Regions from separate parts of the Sus scrofa genome. Here region 2 is linked to region 1. A link is a contact called in public promoter capture Hi-C data. All regions are on one chromosome and are shown on one strand. Each heading gives the region's core, a stretch centred on a gene start, on an enhancer-like site or on the middle of the called end of the contact. The rest is flanking DNA. Distances are from core to core; before and after follow the strand shown. Region 1 holds the start of CDK12 (cyclin-dependent kinase 12). Region 2 holds the start of CWC25 (CWC25 spliceosome associated protein homolog).

Region 1 (5,526 bases), core at 2,177-4,676:
TCTTTCTTGATTTATTTTCACCATTATTGCACCAGTTCCGACTGAGTAGTGGAAGAGAGACTGAGGTCTGAATCCAAAAGGAATCGTTGCAAAACAGCAGTTTTTACTGAAACTCATTCTGGGTTTTAGCCTCAATGCAATTCTGTATTCCCAAACCCTGCAACAATAAAATATCTCAGAACAGCCTTAATGAAACTACTCCCATAAGAAAACAAATATTGAGAATATTTCTCATGTTTCCTTAAAAAACTAAGCAATTTTACAAATGGTACACTCGAGACATCCAATTCACTGTATATAAATTTTACCCCTCATCCCTCCCCCCCAAAAAAAGTGAACCCTGAAATGTTTACAGTGGAGTATACTGATGTCTGCAATTTACTTTGGGATGAATCAAAACAAATGAAAAGATGCCTGATGGAATGATGCACAGGGATGATAAAATAACCAATATTAACTGCAGAATCTAGGTAGTACATATTTGAGTCCTAAGTACAATTTTTTCAACTTTTCTGTTTGAAAAATTGTAATAAAATGGAGGGGAAAAGCCTAAGTAAGGAACATTATACTCTGAAAGCTAGGAACTCGCACAGCTTGATGAATTCAAACTAGTTTATGAATTATAATTTTAAATCAGCAAAAATTACATTGACATATAAAAGACATAAATGGATTTTTCCAATTATCATAATTTCTCTTGTGTTCAACATTTTCCTCACTCACAGAAAGAATTTACTGATAGGCACTGTGCTATGCACTTCACGTTCATCAGTTAATCCTCACAACTCTAGTAGTTACTCTCATTTTACACATACAGAAAATATTTACCAAAGTTCACAAAGCAAGACTAGGATTCCACTCAGGTATAACCCCAAAAGAGCCCAAGTTCTGCTTTTGTGGAAAATGGTAAAGTCTACAAAAAGGGAGGTGCATCTCATCACAGAGGAACAAGAACAGTTATCTTTAGACAATTCACTCCAACAATTAAGTATCAAATTAACATGCCTTTCTCACAAAAATATCACTGTGAAGGTACTACTACCATTTTTTTAACAGAAAGATACTGAAATTGCCTGTGGTCACAAGATAGGTCAACGGTGATGCTATAAAGAAAATCAAATTATCTTTGGAACCAATTTCTGTTAAGCTATACCATCAGAGGGAAAAGGACTAATCGGCTGAATTTTCACTAGAAACATCAGATAAAAGAAGATAGGAGTCCTGTATAAGTTATCAAAAAATTATCAATTAGGAAATAAACTTATGGGTTTGGAGACTCAGTGGATAACACAAATGATAGATGACCTAGGCAAACAGCCTTGAGACAATACAAATGAAAATTTGTAACTTCTTACTTCTTTTTAATCAGGCTCAATGAAGCCTAAAGCACTAATACTAAAGTGATTTTTAAAATTTTAAGACAAGGCAACCCAAATAGCTGGGAACCAGTATCAATCCGATGCAATGAAGTAAGCAGAAGCCTATGATTTTACTCACAGACGCTTACAGCTGAAGATCCCACCACTGGAAGTACCTACCTTTAGCAGCAGTAGGCATGTGAATACTCCTCCACCTCTCCAATTCTGGGTTAAGAAGAGACCAGACTCACCTACATGATGACTAGTGAAGCCAAGTGTTCTAGTCAATGATCAATACCGGGAACTTCAACAGAATGTTAACTTCTCTAATAGCTCCTCACAACCCACCGTAAGAAAGAAAGGACTGTTAGACAAGACAAACAGCTCACCTGGGGAGAGGACTCCGGCTCAGAGACCGCTTGCTCAGGAATGGGCTGCTGGACCGCCTTCGACCGTAAGGGCTTGGTGATCTCCCACTGTAAGAGCCACTCCTTTCATAGCTGGATGAACGTCGCCGGCTATAGGGACTCACGGACCTCTGTCTTCTACTGTAGGGACTGGGTGACCGGGTGCTGGATTGGTAGGCCGAAGGCTCCTTGTAAGGTGGGCTGACGGACTGCCTTCTTGAGGTACTTCCCGGACTCTTCTTGTAGGAGTCATAATTGCTAGAAGTGTGAGATCTTGGGGGACTAAGGTCATAATCTTGGCCATAAGAAGCTCCTGACGGGCTATCATCTTGCTTGGGGCTATCCAACCATTTCCGGTGGGGACTCCTGGACCTCCGTTTGGGGCTGTCCACTGTTTTGTAACTTTTGGGTGTTTCCCTTTTCCGATGACTTTTACTCCGGTCTTTGTGCCCAGACTTCAACTCACGTTCTTTCCGGGTCTTCTCCTTATGGAGTTTGGATGACCTGGATTCCTTGTTGCTGCTGCTTTTGGAGATCTGCGCCTTCCCATGGTCATCATTCTCCTCATTTGAACGCTTCGAAGTTCCTGATACCCGGTCCTTCATCGATCCCGACTTGCTAAAGGTTTCCAGGTTTTTTTCTTTCTCTGTCTGTTTAGTTTTTAGTAAGTCCCGGGAACGTCTGTGCTGATGGTGACGGTGTTTGTGCAGTCGGTCACTCCGATCAGTCCCGCGACGTTCATCATTCTCCCTCCTGTCCAGTTTGAAGGCCATGTCGTCAGAGAAGGTATCAGAATCTGAGCTAATGTCATCATACTCCACCAAAGGTTTGATAATTGTACCCAAAGGTGCTGCTTCGGGGGTCACCAACCCCATGTCTTTGGAGTGCTTGGACTTATGCCGCTTGTGCTTCGACACCAAGCGGTGACGCTCTCTGCTGTTGGAGCTGCCACCTCCCGATGACGGCTGCAAAGTTCCAGAAGCTCCTCCGCTCCCGTCCTTCTTGCCCCCATGTCTCTCTGGATTGGGCATTCCCTTTCCCCAGGCCTCAAAAAGGGGAAAAAGTTCCCCAGCACTCCAAAAAGTAACCCCCACCCTCCCCCCCAACCCCAGCCCCACGCCTACAAAATCACCCCTACAAGGGGGTGGGGAGGGAAGGGACGGTAGCCCAGGCTCCTCCTCCCTCCCGACTCCTCAGCACCCTCCTACATGAGGTAGGGGGTGAAGGAGCCAGAGAAGAAATGAGAGTTCCTCAGCAGTGGAGTTGTGAGACAACGGACTGCCGCTCGAGTCTGTTTCCCCTCCAACTCCAGCCGAGCCAATCCTCAGGCCTAGGCGCCCAGGAAGGAGGTCGAGGAAGTAGGAAGCCGGCGGCCCGGGGCTGTGGGGCCGACTCGGGCTCTGGGGCCCTGTGAGGACTGCGCGGGCCCTTCCCCTACCCGGTAGCCCGGCTCGGGGCGGCTTCCTGTCGCTGGGGTCCCGCGACCTAGGCGCCTCACACCCCCTTTGTCCCTCGCTCTTGAGGGAGCCCCGTTTCTAGCTTCCGCCTCACCTCAATACCTCACACACTCACTCGCTCCCTCACACAGACTCACAGTCACACACTAGGTTAAACCGAAACGGCACTTGGAGGAGCGGGGGGAGGGGGGTAATCCCGAGAAGTATCGCGAGAATATGCCCAACTCTCGCGGTACTTCGTGCTTCTCGTTCACCTCTCGCGGCTGCTTGCTCAAACAACGCGAGAGCAGGTCCCCGGCCAGAAACGCGTTCCGCCAGATTCTCGCGATAAGATCCCGGCTTCCCATTCGAGCAAAGCTTTATTGGGTCTAGGATGATCTTTTAAATTCAAAACTTTATTAATAACTCATTGAACAAAAACGTGTTCTCAGGCGCCAGCGCAAACTAATTTTTGCATGCTTTGTAACAACTCTCAAGTACCAGGATGAAAATAATGTCAACAGAACAAAGGACAAATGTGAGGACATTTCAACCCAAGTCCCTAAGTGTTAACAATTCTTCCCACTTGTATATACTACTACGTGCATTATCTCTAATTCTCTATTTCTCATACTACCCTGCAAAACACGATTTCCTTATCCCTATTTTACCGATAAGGAAACCCAGTCTCAGAAGAGCTAAATAACTCACTCAAGGTGACAAAGTTGGTCCATCAAGGGCCAAAAAAAGAGATTCAAATTCTTGTCCGACACTATACTACAAGCTCTTTCATTGTGTGGCACTAACCCTTTCAACTGCTTAAAGACTTGAATGCTCATCACCTCTTGAGATCATCTTATGACTCTTTAGGAATCATTTAGCCTTTTATTTTCACAGAGGATTATAATTACAAACAAGCAAAGCATAATATTCATGAACGAGACAAAAATCTTACACTTCCCTTCCTTTTTATTTTTCAAAACTCCTTAGCACATATTAACTCATTCCATCTTCACAACTTTCCTCTGAAATAGGGTTGTGATAGTGAGAAGACTAAGGCACAGGGAAGCTAAGTGACTTGTCCAGGCTTTCTCATTGTTTACTTCAGTAAACATGTATCTGTAAGACAAAGTTCCTTCTCTGTGTAACAGTGCCACTGAGGGTCCTCAAGTAGAATATGGACAATGTACTCATACACAAGAAGATATTAGGTGATATGTTCCCTTGTGGTGCAGTGGCTTTAGGACCTGGCATTGTCACTGCAGTGACTCAGATCGCTGCTATAGCAAGGGTTCAATCTCTAGCCCAAAAACTTCCACATGCTACTGGAATGCAAAATAATAATAATAATAATGTGATAAATGTTCGAAGAATATAAGAATGATAAACAGCAGTGTGAAGTTTCAAAAGGAGATTAGGAGTGATAAAAGAAAGCATTATAAAAGTAGGACATTTAGGGAGTTCCCATCATGGCACAGCGGAAACAATCCAACTAGGAACGATGAGGTTAGGGGTTCTATCCCTGGCCTCGCTCAGTGGGTTAAGAATCCAGCATTGCCACGAGCTGGGTAGGTCGCAGACCCGGCTCGGATCTGGCGATGCTGTGGCTGTGGCATGGGCCAGCGGCTACAGCTCCAATTGGACCCCTAGCCTGGGAACTTCCATATGCCATGGGTGTAGCTCTAAAAAGATTCCCCCCCAACAAAGAAGTAGGACATTTAGGAGTTACCTCTGGGGTGCAACCAGATTGGTGGTGTCTGTGCAGCATCAGGACACAGGTTCAATCCCCTGCCTGGCATACTGATCTAGCACTGCTTCTTATGATAGGTTGCAACTGTGGCAGGGATCTGATCCTTGGTCTGGGAACTCTATTTGATGAGGTGGCTAAACAAGAAAAAAAAATGGGACATTTGAGTTGGCCCAGGAAGAGTACATAGGATTTGTATATGCAAAGAGGGGAACACCAGCCAGTAGGTTAGAAGCCAGAAAACATTTTGAATGAAGGCAGAAAAGCTGACTCTCAAAATCACTCCCTGGAGGTGTTCATATTGCTTGGATTACATGAGTACCAAAAAAATTTTACCTAAATGTTTAAGTCCACATATCTTGATAAAAAAAAAAAACTTTTTCATGACAACTTTTAAATAATCTATGGAAGTAAAATTAATACTATCAAGAAAAAAAGAAATAAGTACTGGAACTCAAGTGTGGTAACTCCCAATTTATTGCTGCAAGAAGGCCTGGATGTAAATGTCTCCACCAGTGTCTGACATAATGGCAGATGTCATGGGACTTAATGGATAATTAGATTAAATGACTGGCCTA
Region 2 (5,526 bases), core at 1,597-4,096, 470 kb after region 1:
TGAAAATGGTATTATTCTGTTCTTTTTTATGGCTGAGTAGTATTCCATTGTGTATATGTACCACATCTTAATTCATTCATCTGTCAATGGACATTTAGGTTGTTTCCACATCTTGGCTCTTGCAAATAGTGCAGCTATGAACATAGGGGCACACGTTATCTTTTTCAATGAAAGCTGTGGCCAGGGCATTCCTGTCATGGCGCAGTGGTTAACAAATCAGACTAGGAACTATGAGGGTTCAGGTTCGATCCCTGGCCTTGCTCAGTGGCTTAAGAACCAGGCATTGCTGTGAGCTGTGGTGTAGGTCGCAGACGCGGTTTGGATCCCACCTTGCTGTGGCTGTGGTGTAGGCCGGTGGCTACAGCTCTGATACAGCCTGGGAACCTCCATATGCCACAGAAGTGGCCCTAGAAATGGCAAAAAGACAAAAAAAAAAAAAAAAAAAGTTGTGGCCAGATAGATGCCCAGGAATGGGATTGCTGGGTCATATGGTAGTTCTATATTTAGTTTGCTGAGGAATCTCCATACTGTTTTCCATAGTGGTTGTACTAATCTACATTCTCACCAACAGTGAAGGAGGGTACCCTTTTCTCCACACCCTCTCCAGCATTTGTTGACTTGTTAATGATGGCCATTCTGACCGTACCTCACTGTAGTTTTGATTTGCATTTCTCTACTAATTAGTGGTACCTCACTGTAGTTTTGATTTGCATTTCTCTACTAATTAGTGATGTTGAGCATTTTTTTTCATGTGCCTGTTGGTCATCTGTCTATCTTCTTAGGAGAAATATCTATTCAGGTCTTCTGCCTATTTTTTCAATTGGGTTGTTGGCTTTTTTGCTGTTGAGTTGTGAAAGTTATTTGTGTATTTTAGAGATTTAAACCCTTGTCGGTTGCATTGTTTGAAACCATGTTCTCCCATTTTGTAGGTTGTCTTTTTTTTTTTTTTTTTTTTTTTATGGTTTCCTTCCTTTGCTGTGCAAAAGGAGCTGCAGATTTCTGATACCTGCTCTTTCCTCTATGTATGCTTTAGCAAAAGTCACACAGAGAGAAATCATCACAAGAGCTACTTGGTAGGGCAAAATGTCATGAGTAAGTGCTGGAAAAGCAGGTTTGGAGTTGTAGGTCCAGGCATGCTTCCTGAACTTGGCACAGAACTTGAACAAGCACACCTCTGTTGTTGTCTGAGCACTAAATGCAGCTGTTGTTTTCTTGGGGATGCCTCTGCCTGGGTTTCGCATGTATCATGACCTGACCATTGGATTGTTTGAGCATTTGTTTATTTTCTGTTCTCCAAGTAACATGTGATCTCAGTGCTGGCACACAGTAAATACACAACAAATATTTATTGGATGTTTTTGCCTCTATATCCTTTCATAACTGAGCAAAATTTGCCTTTTCATGGATGCAGTCTTTCACCTTCCTTTTTTTTTTTTTCCTTTTCTTTTTAGGGGTGCATCCGCAGCATATGGGTCATATAGTTCCATATAGCCATATAGTTCCCAGGCTAGGGGTACAATTCAAGCTACAGCTGCTAGCCTACACCACAGCCACAGTAACACAGGATCTGAGCTGCGTCTGTGACCTACACCAGAGCTCAGGGCAACGCCAGGTCCTTAACCCACTGAGTGAGGCTGGGGATTGAACCCTTATCCTCATGGATTCTAGTTGGATTAATTTCTGCTGTGCCACAATGGGAATTTCCATTTTTTTTTCTTCTTTTTTTGAATATTCATCATCTTATATAGATACAAAATAAAACAAAAATATTTTTCATTGTGATGAGAACTAAAGATTTACTCTCTTAACTTTCATATATAACTTACATTAGTGTTAATTATATTAATCATGTTTATACATTACATCCCTATTACTTTTTATTTTGTAATTGGAAGCTTGTAGCTTTTGAATACCTTCATTCAATCCCCCCCCTCCCATCCTACCACTGGTAACCACAAATCGGATCTTTTTTGCTGAGTTTGTTTTTGAAGTGTAATTGACCTATAACACCATGTAAAGTTGCGGTGCATAATGCTGTGATTTGATATTTCTATTTATTTCAAATTGATCGCCACTGTGATGCTATTCTATCTTATTTTATTTTTTTTGGTCGTGCCTGCAGCTTGCGGAAGTTCCTGGGCTAGGGATCAAACTGGCACCACAGCAGTGATCCGGCCGCTGCAGTGAAATAAGTGGAGACAACTCATTTCAAGTTTGCTAAAGACAGAGTGCAGCAGCTGGGGAGAACACATGAGGTCTCTTTTTTCTTTTTTTTAAGCATCAATTGAGCGTATCTAAAATGATGATGACAAAGAGCCAATACTTGGGATAGAGGAGAGAGGGAGGAATTAAGTAATACCAGATGTGAGGGGTGGGATCGCAGCGGATGAACAGCCAGGCCTGAGGTAGGAGGGATGCCTCTTCCATCATAAACGTTAGGGAAAGGGGTAAACTGGCAGAGTCTAAAGGTTTGGTGCAGGGAAGCTAATGGTGTTTCGATGGTTTCTAGTTAACTCCGTAAAATAGGCCTAGAGTAAGGGGGTTGGCTGTGAGTCGAGGTTTGAGGAGAGTGCTCATTTGAAAAGACGTTTGGATACCTCGGGGGGCTAGGCTGGGGTTGGCGAGGTAGACCCCCAAGTGCAGTTCCACAGGGACGCCATGGTGCGCTGACCAATTGCCAACCGACACGTCCACGCCGCTTTAACACACGGTTTGGAATGTCCGCTGAACGGACAAGCTGCGGCGATGAAAATACGACCACAAATCCCGCGATATCACGGCCGCAACCTGCGAAACTGCCCGTGACGCTACCGCTACGCAACGCGACAGCGCGTATTAAAACGTCATGATCCTGCGACGCCGTCGCCGCAATGGGACGCCCTCCCGGAAGTGGGCTCTGGATCGGGCAGTGAAAGTGGTGTCCAGTTACCCCCGGGACCAGATCTGGGAAGTCGGAGCTGAACTGTTTCTTTACCTTTCTCCCATCCTTTCTGAATCTTCTAGGTCCGCCTAGTGAGGAAACGTCTCCGCCGTCATGGGGGGCGGAGACCTGGTAAGTGAGGGAGTCCAGGGCGCGGGGGAAGGATGAGGCCGGAGACTGGGCTGGGGACGGAAATTGGCGGGGGTGGCAGTGGGTAATCATGGCAACGCTGCCTTGCTTTCAGGGAGAGGGAGCCATAGTCCTGGACAGGGGAAGGATCTCTAAGGCTATGGAGGGACCGAGTGGAGACTTGGGAAGATGTGCGAAGTGGGTCGTCAAGGATGGCAGGTCATTGTTTGCTGGCAGAGAGACCTTCTGGCTGGAAATTCTGGGAGGGCCCTAGGGCAGTTGGAATTGTGGCTAGGAAAGGAGGCAGGTATGTAGGACGTGGCGCATAGACTTTGTTTTGTGTATCTTGGGATAGGATACATCTCCTTTCCTCAGCTAAGAGTTCAGTCATGTCCTGGGCTGTAGTAGGGATGATTTGTGCCCTATTCTCCTCCCTGAGCCATGTCCTGGGTCCATGTTAAACTTGAAGAGATCTTTAGATTCATCTTTCTTACTTCCACTCTTACTTCAGTGCTGTATTCTGATCTGTAGTGGCAGAGCTTCTTTTCTCAATTTGTAGCACTTAATATAAGTTGTATGCCTATTTCTCTTAAATTGTATAGTACATTCTAGGGGGCTAGGGCCCAAAATTGGACAGATGTACCCACAAGAGCATGGTGCAAGGTCAGAAAAATGCTAATCTCCTGAATATGTAGCTAATTGAATCAGCAAATAGATTGTTTAGCCACCTGTCCAGTAGCTATGTTAGCATTTGTCAGTTCTTACCAATTAGGATGAGTTCCAAGATACCGTCAAGGTTTGTCTAATTTAGTGCCTTCAAGTAGCTGCACTTAAGGATAGAAAAGCTGTAGTCCAGAGTTTCTCAACCTCAGGTTGACATTTTGGGCTGGATAATTCTTTGTTGTGTGTGTGGCTCTGTGCATGTAGGATGTTTAGCAGCATCCCTGGCCTCTAGCCTCTAGATGACAGTAGCACCTTTCTCCCCCACTTGTGACAACCAAAATTATCTATAGACATTGCCAAATGTTCCCTGGGAGGCAAAGTCACCCATATTGAAGGCCAAAGAGGAGGACCATTGTGATAAGAGGGAAGGGTGGAGGAGGAAGGAAGGCCTGAAGAGCCTGATGTGGGGAAAGGGAGGACAAGAAAAGAAAGAAAAGGAAGAAGGAGCCCTCCTTGACTGTACACCTTTCACATGGCAAGTACCTTGTGTCCATTTTCTCATGTAGACTTATTAACTGGGAGTTCCCACTGTGCCTCAGTGGGTTAAGAACCTGATTAGTATCCATGAGGATGCGGGGTCAATCCCTGTCCTTGCTCAGTGGGTTAAGGGTCTGGTATTTCCAGGAGCTGCAGTGTAGGTCACAGATGCAGCTCAGATCTGGTGGTGCTGTGGTTGTGGCTTAGACCTCAGCTGCAGTTCTGATTGGCCCTAGTGTGGGAACTTCCATATGCTGTAGGCGCGGCCCTAAAAAGAAAAAAGAGAGAAAAAATAGACTTATTAACTGGTCTTCTGGTCTTCAATCTTGGTCCTCTCCAATCCATTCTTTACATACTAGACTGGTTATGCCTCTCACCTGCAAATGAATGTTTAGTCTTTTCTACTGTCAACAGGATAAAATCCAGTTCCTTAAGCCCCTTAATCTGTTGCTTTCCTAGTTGGCTTCATCTTGAGCCCCTTTTCCGTCAGCTTGCTCCCCGGTATCAAGCCATACTGAATTATTTGTACCATGTTCTTTCTTACCACTGGGCCTACAGCTGTGTGTGCTGTTACCTCTGGAAATCTACCTCTTCCTCCCCTCTTCCTACATCACCAGGCTCATTTATAATTGTCTTTAGATGACATCTCCTCCAGGAAACTTTCCTTGGGGGGGAAGCTGAACCAAAGTAGTGGCTCATGGGGAGGGGGGGAGGGGAGAAGCATTCTTCAAGGGTGAAGGGGAAGATCAGATCCAGGGGGGTGATTCTTGGGAAGGAAGGTTGAAAGAGGTACTAAGTGGGGTTGTAAACCATGCAAGTTTGAGGAGGGTTAAGTGGACTCAAGGAAAAGAAGGTTGTGTTCATAGAAATGAATGTCCAGAGCCAAAGGCACTTGAGTTATGTTGCCTTTTAGCATCTGTACCTTCCCAGCTCCCTGCCCCATTCCTCCTGTGTGGTCCTCACCAACCCTCACTTTAGTCATGGCCAGTAGAAGTCAGACTCATGTACATTTCAGATTAGAAGTATTTGAAGGGAAGGCAGGAAGGGCCCGTTTTATCCTGAAACTTTAAGTTCTTGAACAACCATATTCCACTCCCATCCCTTGTGTGCCAGCCTTGCCATCGTCAAAGATGTCTTGCCCTTACATGCCTGCTGTGGCACGAATAGAGGAATGGGTGAGTCAGGGTCAGTTATCCTCACCACCCATCCACTCCCTGCATTGTTTTCTCCCTCCTTTCATTAACCACAGAATTTGAAGAAGAGCTGGCACCCGCAGA

What was found. Promoter capture Hi-C pulls out the DNA fragments that hold promoters and counts their contacts.
Region 2: a promoter capture Hi-C map of liver shows a contact between it and region 1, with 3 times the contacts expected there. The contact joins the promoter of CWC25 here to the promoter of CDK12 in region 1. A contact is called at or near these places in 1 of 5 promoter capture datasets (liver) and 1 of 47 Hi-C or Micro-C datasets (epiblast stem cells).

Annotation. Positions count from the first base shown.
Region 1 is chr12:22,827,969-22,833,494 of Sscrofa11.1, forward strand. CDK12 (cyclin-dependent kinase 12) reads right to left here and starts at 3,427. Exons shown (of 18, transcript XR_002337130.1): 1 at 1,748-3,427. It overlaps MED1 (mediator of RNA polymerase II transcription subunit 1), which reads left to right and starts at 2,437. Exons shown (of 20, transcript XM_021067050.1): 1 at 2,437-2,551.
Region 2 is chr12:23,295,204-23,300,729 of Sscrofa11.1, forward strand. It overlaps CWC25 (CWC25 spliceosome associated protein homolog), which reads left to right and starts at 2,847. Exons shown (of 10, transcript NM_001244652.1): 1 at 2,847-3,052; 2 at 5,499-5,526. The coding sequence starts at 3,035.